3 separate regions of the Mus musculus genome follow, and regions 1 and 3 are each linked to region 2. Evidence: chromatin contacts called from public ChIA-PET and Hi-C data. All regions are on one chromosome and are shown on one strand. The core of a region is the stretch at or near the end of the contact, and the rest is flanking DNA. Distances in the headings are between cores, read along the strand shown. Region 1 overlaps Gm32679 (a long non-coding RNA gene). Region 2 overlaps Gm26562 (a long non-coding RNA gene). Region 3 has its middle 13 kb from the start of Gm46567.

Region 1 (3,177 bases), core at 414-2,913, 320 kb after region 2:
CTGCCCTTTGAGAGAGCAGCCAGTGCTCTTAACCATTGAACCATATCTCCAGCCCAGGCTAGTTTTTAGTATTTTAGTATTAATTTTAAATTTTAGTATTAGATTAAAAAGTGATCACTGGGAGATAGATATGGCTTATGTGCTTTAATTCCAGCACTTGAGAGGGAGAGAGGGAGGGGAAGGCGAAGGGGGAGGGAGAGGGAGGGAGAAGCAGATGGATCTCAGAGTTTGAAGTTAGCTTGGTATATAGAGCTGCAGGCCAAACAGGGTTGCATGATGAGAACCTGTTCCAGGAGAGAAAGAAAGAAAGAAAGAGAGAGAGAGAGAGAGAGAGAGAGAGAGAGAGAGAGAGAGAGAGAGAAAGAAAGTTGGAGTTTTTTGGTTTTTTGTTTTAAAGAAAAGAAAAGAAAAAAAGAAGAGAAGAGAAGAGAGAAGAGAAGAGAAGAGAAGAGAAGAGAAGAGAAGAGAAGAGAAGAGAAGAGAAGAGAAGAGAAGAGAAGAGAAGAGAAGGAAAGAGGGGCTGGAGAGATGGCTCAGTGATGAAGAGCCCTGGATACTCTTCCAGAGGTCCTGAGTTCAATTCCCAGCCATCACATAGACCTCACAACTGTCTGGAACTCCAGTTCCAGAGGCTCCAACACTCTTACACAGACATACATGCAGGCAAAATACCAACGCACATGAGATAACAGTAAAAACCAAGAAACGTTTTAAAAAGAAAAGAGAGTTGATTTCATTCGTAGTGAGAGGCCTGCTCCTGTGTCCCTTATCTCTGGGGGCTTTGTGTTTGTGAGATAAACTGTGGTAATAGTGACGTCAACAGGCCTTCCACCCTGCACACGCCTCTACCCACAGCTTGGAGCCATCTGCTTTAGCCTTATCTCACTCATTAAGTTTTAACCCGAGTGTGCACATGAACTCGATGTCTCAAGACACACAGCGGCTCCCTGGGGGCTATATTTAGACTGGCTTGTTCCTGGATTCCCTGTCTTACTTTTAGGGATATGATGACAATAATTTGCAGAGAAGAAAATATAAACTCTCAGGGAAACACAGCACCCCCTCGTGTGAGAGAAAATGGGGGACATGTGTAGCAGCTAGTGCTAACAGGATCTGCTAGCGGAGTGATAAAGTGGTAATGGCTGGGGGAGAGAGAGTAGAGGGGAGTCAGAGGCTCAGGACGATTCCCCTGCCTGCTGTGTAGACTGCTCCAGCAGTATTGTTCCTTGAATGGCTGTTTTCCTCCTCCTGGGGAGCGCCCCCGCCCCTCCCCCACCACATACCCAGAGCTTGTAAGCTTTGCCTTAAAGTAGGTCACAGAGAAGGGGGTGTCTTCTCTTAGTGTCAGGTCCTACAGCCACCTTCCAAGTTGTCTCCCACAATTCACCTTGTGCCCATATGTCACTCTGAGAGCACCACCCCCCAAAACCGGCCTTAATGGCTGGGACTTGATGGAGGTGGAGTGGGAGACCAGGTGCCAGGTGTCAGTGAGAAGGACCTAGAAGGAAAAGCCTGAAGTAGTCTTAGCCCTGAGTGTCAGGGCACAGTTTCTCTTTGACTACAGCAAAGCCCTTGAGACAAATATTTATCAAGGCCCCCTAGAAGCCCTGTGCTTAAGTGTGCTTCGCAGAGGAGAACAAAGAAATGTGGTCCAGGCTCAACACATCTGAGGCGGCTTCACCCACATCCAACCCGGCCCTCAGGCCCCTGACAGTCAGGGTTTCTGTTCTGCAGAGAGAAGGAAGCTTGCTTCACAGCAACCCCAGGATTCTTCGCAGGAGGGAAACGAGGCTGAGGCCAGGCCAGGTTGAGTCTGTCTCCTGCTGTCAATTACACAGGGCACAGAATGCTTGGGTTGTATCATCTGTCAATCTCAGGCCTTGACACCCGCCTGGGAACTTCCTACTGTGAAGCAGCCAGCAAGCAACAGCTCTCTCCTAGCTCACTTTGCTCCCTAAAGTCTTTCCCTGCCGACTTCTGCTCCGCACATCTCTCTCTATGTACTGTTTTGCCCACTGCATCCTGTTCTCCACTGATCCAACACACACTCACACGTGCACTCACATGTGCACGCATGCACACATCTGTTGGGCCTGTACCATCTCAAATATTGTCTTCCTCCTTTTGCAGGACCCTTTCAGATCATTAGACTGTTTTCTCCCAAAGCTAGTCTACACTGAGCAGACTAGCTGGTTTTCCCACAGGACTGATGCAACCCTTGGTTCCAGGGGAAGGCTCTGGCTGTGGTCCCCCTATTTCAGGAACTCTCCAGCATCATCTGGTCAATGAGATGGCCCCCGAAAGGCTCTAGCCCTCTAAGCCCACATTCCTTTATTCCATCATCAATAAATAAGCGTTGGGGACCCAGATCGTTTAGCTAGGCCAGCTGAGAATGTTTACAGATGGCTGAAGTACTCCCTGGGTTGTGGGGTTGCACACCAGGGAATGGACTCCAGGTGAGCCATGAGGGCCCGGGACAGAGGGATGGAAGCATCTTAGAGACAGAATCTTTGGTTATAGTTGAACAGTATTTTAGTGCAAGTCTCAAACCACCACCACCAAAATGTAATGACTGTTTCAAAGCACGCCAATAGTGAGCATGCCTGAAGCTCACAGGACCACCTGACCAGGGTTTCTCACTAAAGTTCCTCCCGAGGAACCTTATTTTGTGTCACTTTGACAACAAAAGTATTTAATGTACACCATATGAAGAGACAGGGAGAATTCTAAAAGATTTTCCTGGCCCATTCACCTATTGTTATAAAATAAATTACCCCAAAGGGAAATTAAAACAATGACTTATTATGCCCTCCCAGAGCTGATTGGCTGTGCTCAGCTGAGTGGCTGTTGCCTAAGTCGCTCAGGTGACCACAATCATGTGTCAACCTGACTGGAAGTGGAGGGGCTATGATAGCGCGTCTGCACGGTTAGTTCTTTGGGTCTGGCAATCAACTCTGAGTGATCCCTTATCAGTCAGTGCGTTTCCCGATACAGTGTAGGGGTGTCGTAAGAGAGTAGGGAAGGCATTCATGACCTCATAGAGCAGTGGCTCTCACCCTTCCTGATGCTGTGACCCTTTAATGTTGTGGTGATTCACCCCCAACCACAAAATTATTTTCCTTGCTACTTCAGAACTGTAAGTTTGCTACTGTTATGAACTGTAATGTAAATATCTGT
Region 2 (3,058 bases), core at 310-2,809:
TGCTTTATTGATTTTTAATAACAAGAATATCCAGTACCTGGGAGGCAGAAGCAGATGTATTTCTGTGAGTTCATGGTCAGCCTGGTCTACAGAGTGAGTTGCAGGGCAGCCAGGGCTACACGGAGAAATCTCACCTTGAAAAAAGCAAAACAAACCCAAAACTAAAAAGAAAGAAAGAAAAGTACCCATTAACACCACCATCAACAACAAACCAGCAACAAAACAAACAAACCAAACCCAAATCCCAGCCACGAATATAGATGGAACCTTCTCCTCCCTCAGGCCCTTCATGGTTAGTTCTCTTGCTCTCAGTATCTGTGATGCCACTGAAAAAAGAATGTACCTAAGGATCCCAGGCATCTGCGACCTAAGTGTGCACAAACCCAGAAAAGAAAATGGAGGGCTGGAGAGATGGTTCAGGTAAGAGTACTAGCTATTCTTCTAGAGGCCCCAGGTTCAGTTCCTAGCACCTACACGATATGTCTCCCAGACATCTGTGACTCCAGCCCCAGGGGATCCAATACCCTCTTTTGGCTTCTATGGACATCTGGCATACACGTGGTTTCAAACATCTGGAAAACTCAGGAGCTTTTCTGTCTTCCCGTGATTTAGCCAGAAGGACTCCCCTGTATAGCATTAGTAATGTAGGACTGGCATGTTACAGTGGAAGACTCCATCTGTAACGTATCCTGGGGCCTGGGGTTTGGATCCCAGGATTTGGGGAGGTGGAGACAGGAGGATCAGGAGTTCAAAGTTATCTTTGGTTACACATTAAGTTCAAGACCAACCTGGGCTACATGAAACACGATCTTAAAAACAAACAAACAAACAAACAAACAAAACAGAACAAAACAAAACCCCCATCCCTTCTGGAGAACTTACAATAGTGCAGATACTGTTCTATTTTGAGTTCAGCGTGAAAACGAACTTATTCTTCACGAGCCTGTATTATTACTGTTTAGGAATGAGAAGCCAGGCTGGTGAGACTATACAGTACTGTGTATCTTGCCACCACTATGCTCGCCAGAGAGAAAACAGACTTACTTAGGGGAGTCCTTGACTCCGCAGGATTATTTAATCAACATTTTGAAATGCTGCCTTCTTTCCAGCCTCTTGCATCTCAGCACAGAGCATAAACTAAGAAACCCTTTTATCTTTGGAGAGTCAGGGAGTGGAGTGGGGGTGGGGGTGGGAGTGGGGGTAGGGTGAGGATGGGGGTGGGGTGGCAGATTGCCTGCCAAGCCACTATTCCCATCCAGGCCCCCATCTCAAAATTTTCCCCTAAACTAAGAAAGAATTATGTTTTCTCACCAGGCAGCCTTCCCAAGACGAGCCCCTTGTGAAAGGCGATAGCTGCTTACTTTACCTCTGATGTTAGAAACACAAAGTGTTGCTTTCCTATAAGGACATCCTGGGAAATCCTTCTTATATTGGCTGACTCTTCAAACAGGGCTTCTCCTACCTCAAAACAAAATGAAGGAACAGCACAACTTCCCATGGGTCCTGTGAGATTAGAGATTAGATGCAGAGCAGCGCCCAGAGCCAAACATCTGCAGAATGAGGAAATGACCTTGGCGCCTCCTGAGGATGCCACCTGTCTATCACTCCTGGCAGGGTGGGGGCTGGAGGTGGGATGACTGATAAGCTTTAAGCTACCCTCAAGGTTCTGTTGGAAGTCAAACCACCTCTCTACTCTCAGAGTGTGGGACAGGAGGAACTGTGGGGGAGGGGACTCTCAGAGAGTGGCTTTTGGAGACCTGGCAGTTTAGAATCCTCTCCTCTGAGATCCTTCAAAACATGTTTATTAGGGTTATGCTATTATTAAACGAGTCACAGGAGCTGGAGAGATGGCTCAGTGGTTAAGAGCACTGACTGCTCTTCCAGAGGTCCTGAGTTCAACTCCCAGCAACCACATGGTGGCTCACAACCTGGGATCCGATGCCCTTTTCTGGTGTGTCTGAAGACAGCGACAGTGCACTCACATACATGAAATCAATCAATCAATCAATCAATCAATGTTGAAGCAAAACCCAGCCAGGCTGGGTTGCTTTTGCTGTCATTTTCAACTGTGGATCAATTAATTGAATCTCGAAACACTCTAGAGAGAGGTAGGTACAGCGTCAAAGGGACAGGTATATAGGACCCCCCACACTATAGCAAGAGATGTCTAGCACAGTGACTTCTACTGATGGTGCCCCTCCCCCAGGGTGGCATGAGGACAGAGTAACAAGTACCTTTACTGAGTGGCACAAACCATGGAAAGCAAAGCCCCTTGATGTCGTCCTGGTCTGGTCAAAGAAAGATACAGCGAGGGAACTGTGATCCTAGGCATCACAGAAGGCTGAGAAGACAGCTGTACCTCAGCTTCCTGGAAAGATGTCTTCTATAAGACTCCAGGGAGCCTTAGCTTACTGGGGACCCCTTGAGTGAACCATGTGGAGCCAGGATCGGTGCAGAAAGCAAGAGGAATTTAGTGTTTCAGTGCACTGCGGTCGTCCCAGACCTGCAGGAGAGGAGGCGACCCCGAGGACCCATTCCACAAGTTTTTATATGGTTTCCAGGGGCAGAATAGAGCATCAGCAACTAGGTACAATATGATTGGTGGAACAGTGCACCCTTTAAACTGATTGGTCTTTAGGGAATGAGGTGACAAGGACTTTCCTTGTCTGAAGGTGGGCAACAGTTCCGTCCTGCAGAATGTGTCCCCACCTGTAGGTTGGTTCCGGCCCTGTGGTCTGAGAAATGTTACTTAGCCTCTCCCTTCTGGAGGGGCGAGTGTTTCATGACCTTCCCAAAGTTCCGAAGCTGACCTTTTCACTACCAGTGTGAAGAAGGTCTGGATGCGCCAAAGCGCAAGCAGAATTTCTCTGATTTAACAGGACCCCCCCCCCCCACTTCTCTGGCAGAAGAGTGGGTGACCACCAAACAGACAGTTATAACCTTGAATTGGGGCTAGAATGCATGGGTGTGTGCGTCATGCAGCTGTTCCTACCTGTTGCTGCAGGATCTCAGGGGCACTTCTCTTAGAACACTGTACTGGCTGGTTTTGTGTATCAAC
Region 3 (3,307 bases), core at 445-2,944, 360 kb after region 2:
GATGGCATTAATGGCTTTGCAGACATAGAAAGCCAAGGTAGCAAGCTTGCTCTGCCTCACCAGACCACGCCCACTTCACTGTACGTGGGGACATTTGCACCACGCTCTCAGACTCTCCGACCTCTAGAGCTATAAACCAGATAAACTTCTGTCCTCTGTAAATTACCTAGTCCCAGCACTGCCATTTTATTATGGCAACAGACAACCAAGAAAGGCACCATCGAAGACCAGAGAACAGTTACCCAGCAGGAACCGTGGAGAGATTGTGGTGTCAGGTAAGGTTTTGTGCTGGATGGTTACTTGACATTCCTACGCATCAGCAGGAAAAGCAATGGTAGGTAATACCACACGCAGATGGGCACAGAGCGGACCGGAAATGCACAGAGCGGATAGTGGCAGTCGCTTGGGGGTTGGATCAGGAACTCAGGTTCTGTTAGGCCCAAGAGCAGAGCAGAAGCCTTCCTTACAGGGCGTGGTTAGTACCTAAGTCAGTCCTAAAGGTCTATGGTGTGACTTAACCTCCCGGAACCTACCTGCAAATAGTTCTGCACAGCTTCCTCACCTTCACAGCACAAGTGGGTGTGTTGAGTCCACTTTAGATTGATGAACGCCTTGCCTAGTAGGTTGAATCTTTTTTTGCAGACTCTTCACATTTCTCTGCTGACATTCAGCACTCTTTTGACTTACTCAATAGATCCTTTGGAAGAGCGTGCCCAAAGGCATCAGCTGCTTCCAGAGGTTTTACGGGTGTTCCACAGTCCGTGTGGTGGGCAGAGAGACCAGACACTACGACTTCTCCACATTAGATGAAACATCTTCACTTGCCCAGATCCTAAGCCTTTAGTAGTTAGGTCTTCAAACCCAAAATAACCAGGCCCTGCATTTCCCTGGGATTCCTTTCCCTTGATCTGCTTGCATTTTCTCAGTAAGATATCTCGAGTAATAGCTGTTTATGCTCATTGAGGACCAGTTTTCGTTATATCTGCAGCACGGGCAAGTGTGATATGTGGTATAATTCACAGCACATGAAACATGGATGCGGCTGAGGTCTCTAAGACTAGGTCATGGTCATAGACTGAGAAGTCCCAGGCCTGAGACAGGAAAGTAGTGTATTGCTGGGTGTGCTAGCTAAAAACAAACTGATTCTGGTGAATATTCTAGGATACCAGGGTGGGGATAGCCAAATTTGCCAGATCAATAACTTCCAGAAGTTGTATGGTTTCCTTAGCAACAAAACCACACCTGGAAAAGCTACATATGTTGGCAAAGGCCAAATACTCAGGACGAATGGAGCATGTGACCATGTTCACCATCCCTGCATCTTTCCCATCCATGCTGCAGGCTCACTTGTCTTACCATAGTGGCTTGTACTCTGTACAGAAAGCAATGAGTGTGGGGATTCTGCTAAAAACCACTACGTCTGTTTCTAAAATCAACAGTTCTGGAGCAGAGGAAATAGCTGCCTGGGTTAGGGCTGTACCACTGTGAGATGGAGCCCCCGCAAAACCCCACTGAGTACCTGGTTGCTATAAACTCTTATCCTGACAGTAAGTCATGTGCTCCAGTTATGTCCTCAGGTTTCTTTGGGGAAGATTTGGCAGTAGAAGAGATTTATTGTGTACACATGGACTGAGCAGTAGGTTTTTCCCACTCCCTTTGTGGTCACGTGGCCATGAGGCTGAAAAAGAAGCCTAGGCAAAGAATCAGTTTAGGGCTGTGGTTCCCTGCTGTGACCAAGTCCCTTCTGTAGATGCTATCCAGAGCTATTCAGTGTATGCAAATCAAGCAGAATGGGGGCTGTCCCAGAGCACCTTCAGCTTTAGGGACTCCAACTTCAAAGAGCTCTTCCCGTGCAGCATTCTGGTGAAAGCCCTGTCTCTGTTCTCCCTTAGTGACTGTGTATTGCCCATTTGGTGTCTGTCACCTCTCTGTCTCACCCAGGGATTTTCAGAGCCCACTACAGTTGCAACAGTTCCCATGTGTGGTGCATGAGTTTTCCTGGGGAGACATGAACAAATGTCTGTTTACTTTAGATAGGACACAAACAACAGATCAAAGAAAAGCAGGCTCTCCCAGTCCCCAACCAGTCTATCATGGTGAACCAGTATTTTTTGTTTGTTTGGCTGGTTGATTGAGTTTGGTTTCTTACAAGACCCTGGATTCTTTAGTCAGGGAATCTGCAGAGCAGGGGTTTCCAACCTGTGGATCGAAACCACTTTGTAGTTGAATGACCCTTTCACAGGGCCACCTAAGACCATCGGAAAACACAGATATTTACATTATGATTCATAGCAGTAGTAATATTACAGTTATGAAGTAACAGAAAAAAATTATGTTATGGTTGTGGGTCACCACAATGTGAGGAAGTCTATCAAGGGTCATAGAATTAGGAAGTCTGAGAACCACTGATCTAGAAGAACAGACCCAAGGGGATGAAATATATACACATACCATAGAGTAGTGTATTGTTGGGTGCGCTAGCTAAAAAACAGAGCCTGCTAATTCTAATGCTAATTCTGGCTAAACCAGTGGGATACAAAACTCCAAAGAGACACAGGATGACTTTATTCTTGCCCTCAAAAAAAAAAAAAAAAAACTTGCAGAGATACAAAACCAACAATATAATCTGTGTAGCTTGTATATCAAGACCATACACAATGCAAAAAATGAATGAACACGAATCTGTTTCAGTAAAATTTTACTTGCAAAAATAGGTGTGACTATATTCCCGATAAAACTTTATTCACAAAAACAGGCCATGCCAGTTTGCCAGTCCGTGTACTGCAGAAGCACAGTCCAGGAAAGAGACCGTGAGTGTAAACAGCTCATGATGGGGCATCATGGTCAAGAGATGTATACAAAAGGCTGTGGAGACAGAGGGTGTAACTGTCTGGGGAACTTGGCAGTGCCTCCTTGGCAGCATTTCTGTGGCTTGTATTTCCAGGTCACTGCCATCCAAGAACCAGGAAACTGCTTGCAGACTGACACAGGGTGGGATCTGGAGCCTGTTTCTTATCAGAACTCCCGTCTCCTTCCTGAGCTGAGCCTGTGGTGTGGGAACTGATGCCCCCACCCTCTGCCTCTTCATCCTGGACTAGCCAGCCCCTAACACCTCCTGATACCCAGCATTCCTCAGCCTTGGCAGCACAGAAACCAAACACTTGGAAGATGGTCCTGAAAGATAATTCCTTGCACGCCACAGTCAGTGACCCAGAGCATCAATCTCCTAAAGGTCGTGGGGTCTTGGTCCACACCTGAGGAGTCAGGCTACAGGGTAGATTGGAGATCTAACTCAGTACAAGCATGA

The links. ChIA-PET counts read pairs in DNA pulled down with a chosen protein or histone mark. A called contact is a pair of places that touch in the nucleus more often than the background predicts.
Region 1: a contact with region 2 is called in an SMC1A ChIA-PET map of the G1E-ER4 cell line, with 7 read pairs. The contact joins two enhancer-like sites. A contact is called at or near these places in 1 of 15 datasets of contacts at CTCF or cohesin (the G1E-ER4 cell line), 1 of 484 Hi-C or Micro-C datasets (the G1E-ER4 cell line), 2 of 115 datasets of contacts at active chromatin or transcription factors (embryonic stem cells and regulatory T cell precursor) and 1 of 9 other capture datasets (embryonic stem cells).
Region 3: a contact with region 2 is called in a Hi-C map of stem cell-derived cardiac mesoderm, with 5 times the contacts expected there. The contact joins two enhancer-like sites. A contact is called at or near these places in 1 of 484 Hi-C or Micro-C datasets (stem cell-derived cardiac mesoderm) and 5 of 115 datasets of contacts at active chromatin or transcription factors (embryonic midbrain, epiblast stem cells, forebrain and 2 more).

Annotation. Positions count from the first base shown.
Region 1 is chr16:29,843,472-29,846,648 of GRCm38.p6, reverse strand. All of the region lies in intron 2 of Gm32679 (a long non-coding RNA gene), which reads left to right. Among named protein-coding and RNA genes, the nearest start is that of Gm32679, 4.9 kb to the left of the region's middle. Within about 2 kb of position 1,663, at least 17 of the 459 cell types and tissues checked have an H3K27ac peak or open chromatin away from gene starts, as enhancers often do. A contact at or near this core is called in the G1E-ER4 cell line, where this site is marked.
Region 2 is chr16:30,159,137-30,162,194 of GRCm38.p6, reverse strand. The region is part of intron 2 of Gm26562 (a long non-coding RNA gene); the gene reads left to right. Among named protein-coding and RNA genes, the nearest start is that of 1700025H01Rik, 32 kb to the left of the region's middle. Within about 2 kb of position 1,559, at least 27 of the 459 cell types and tissues checked have an H3K27ac peak or open chromatin away from gene starts, as enhancers often do. A contact at or near this core is called in the G1E-ER4 cell line and stem cell-derived cardiac mesoderm, where this site is marked.
Region 3 is chr16:29,799,083-29,802,389 of GRCm38.p6, reverse strand. No RefSeq gene overlaps it. Among named protein-coding and RNA genes, the nearest start is that of Gm46567, 13 kb to the left of the region's middle. Within about 2 kb of position 1,694, at least 33 of the 459 cell types and tissues checked have an H3K27ac peak or open chromatin away from gene starts, as enhancers often do. A contact at or near this core is called in stem cell-derived cardiac mesoderm, where this site is marked.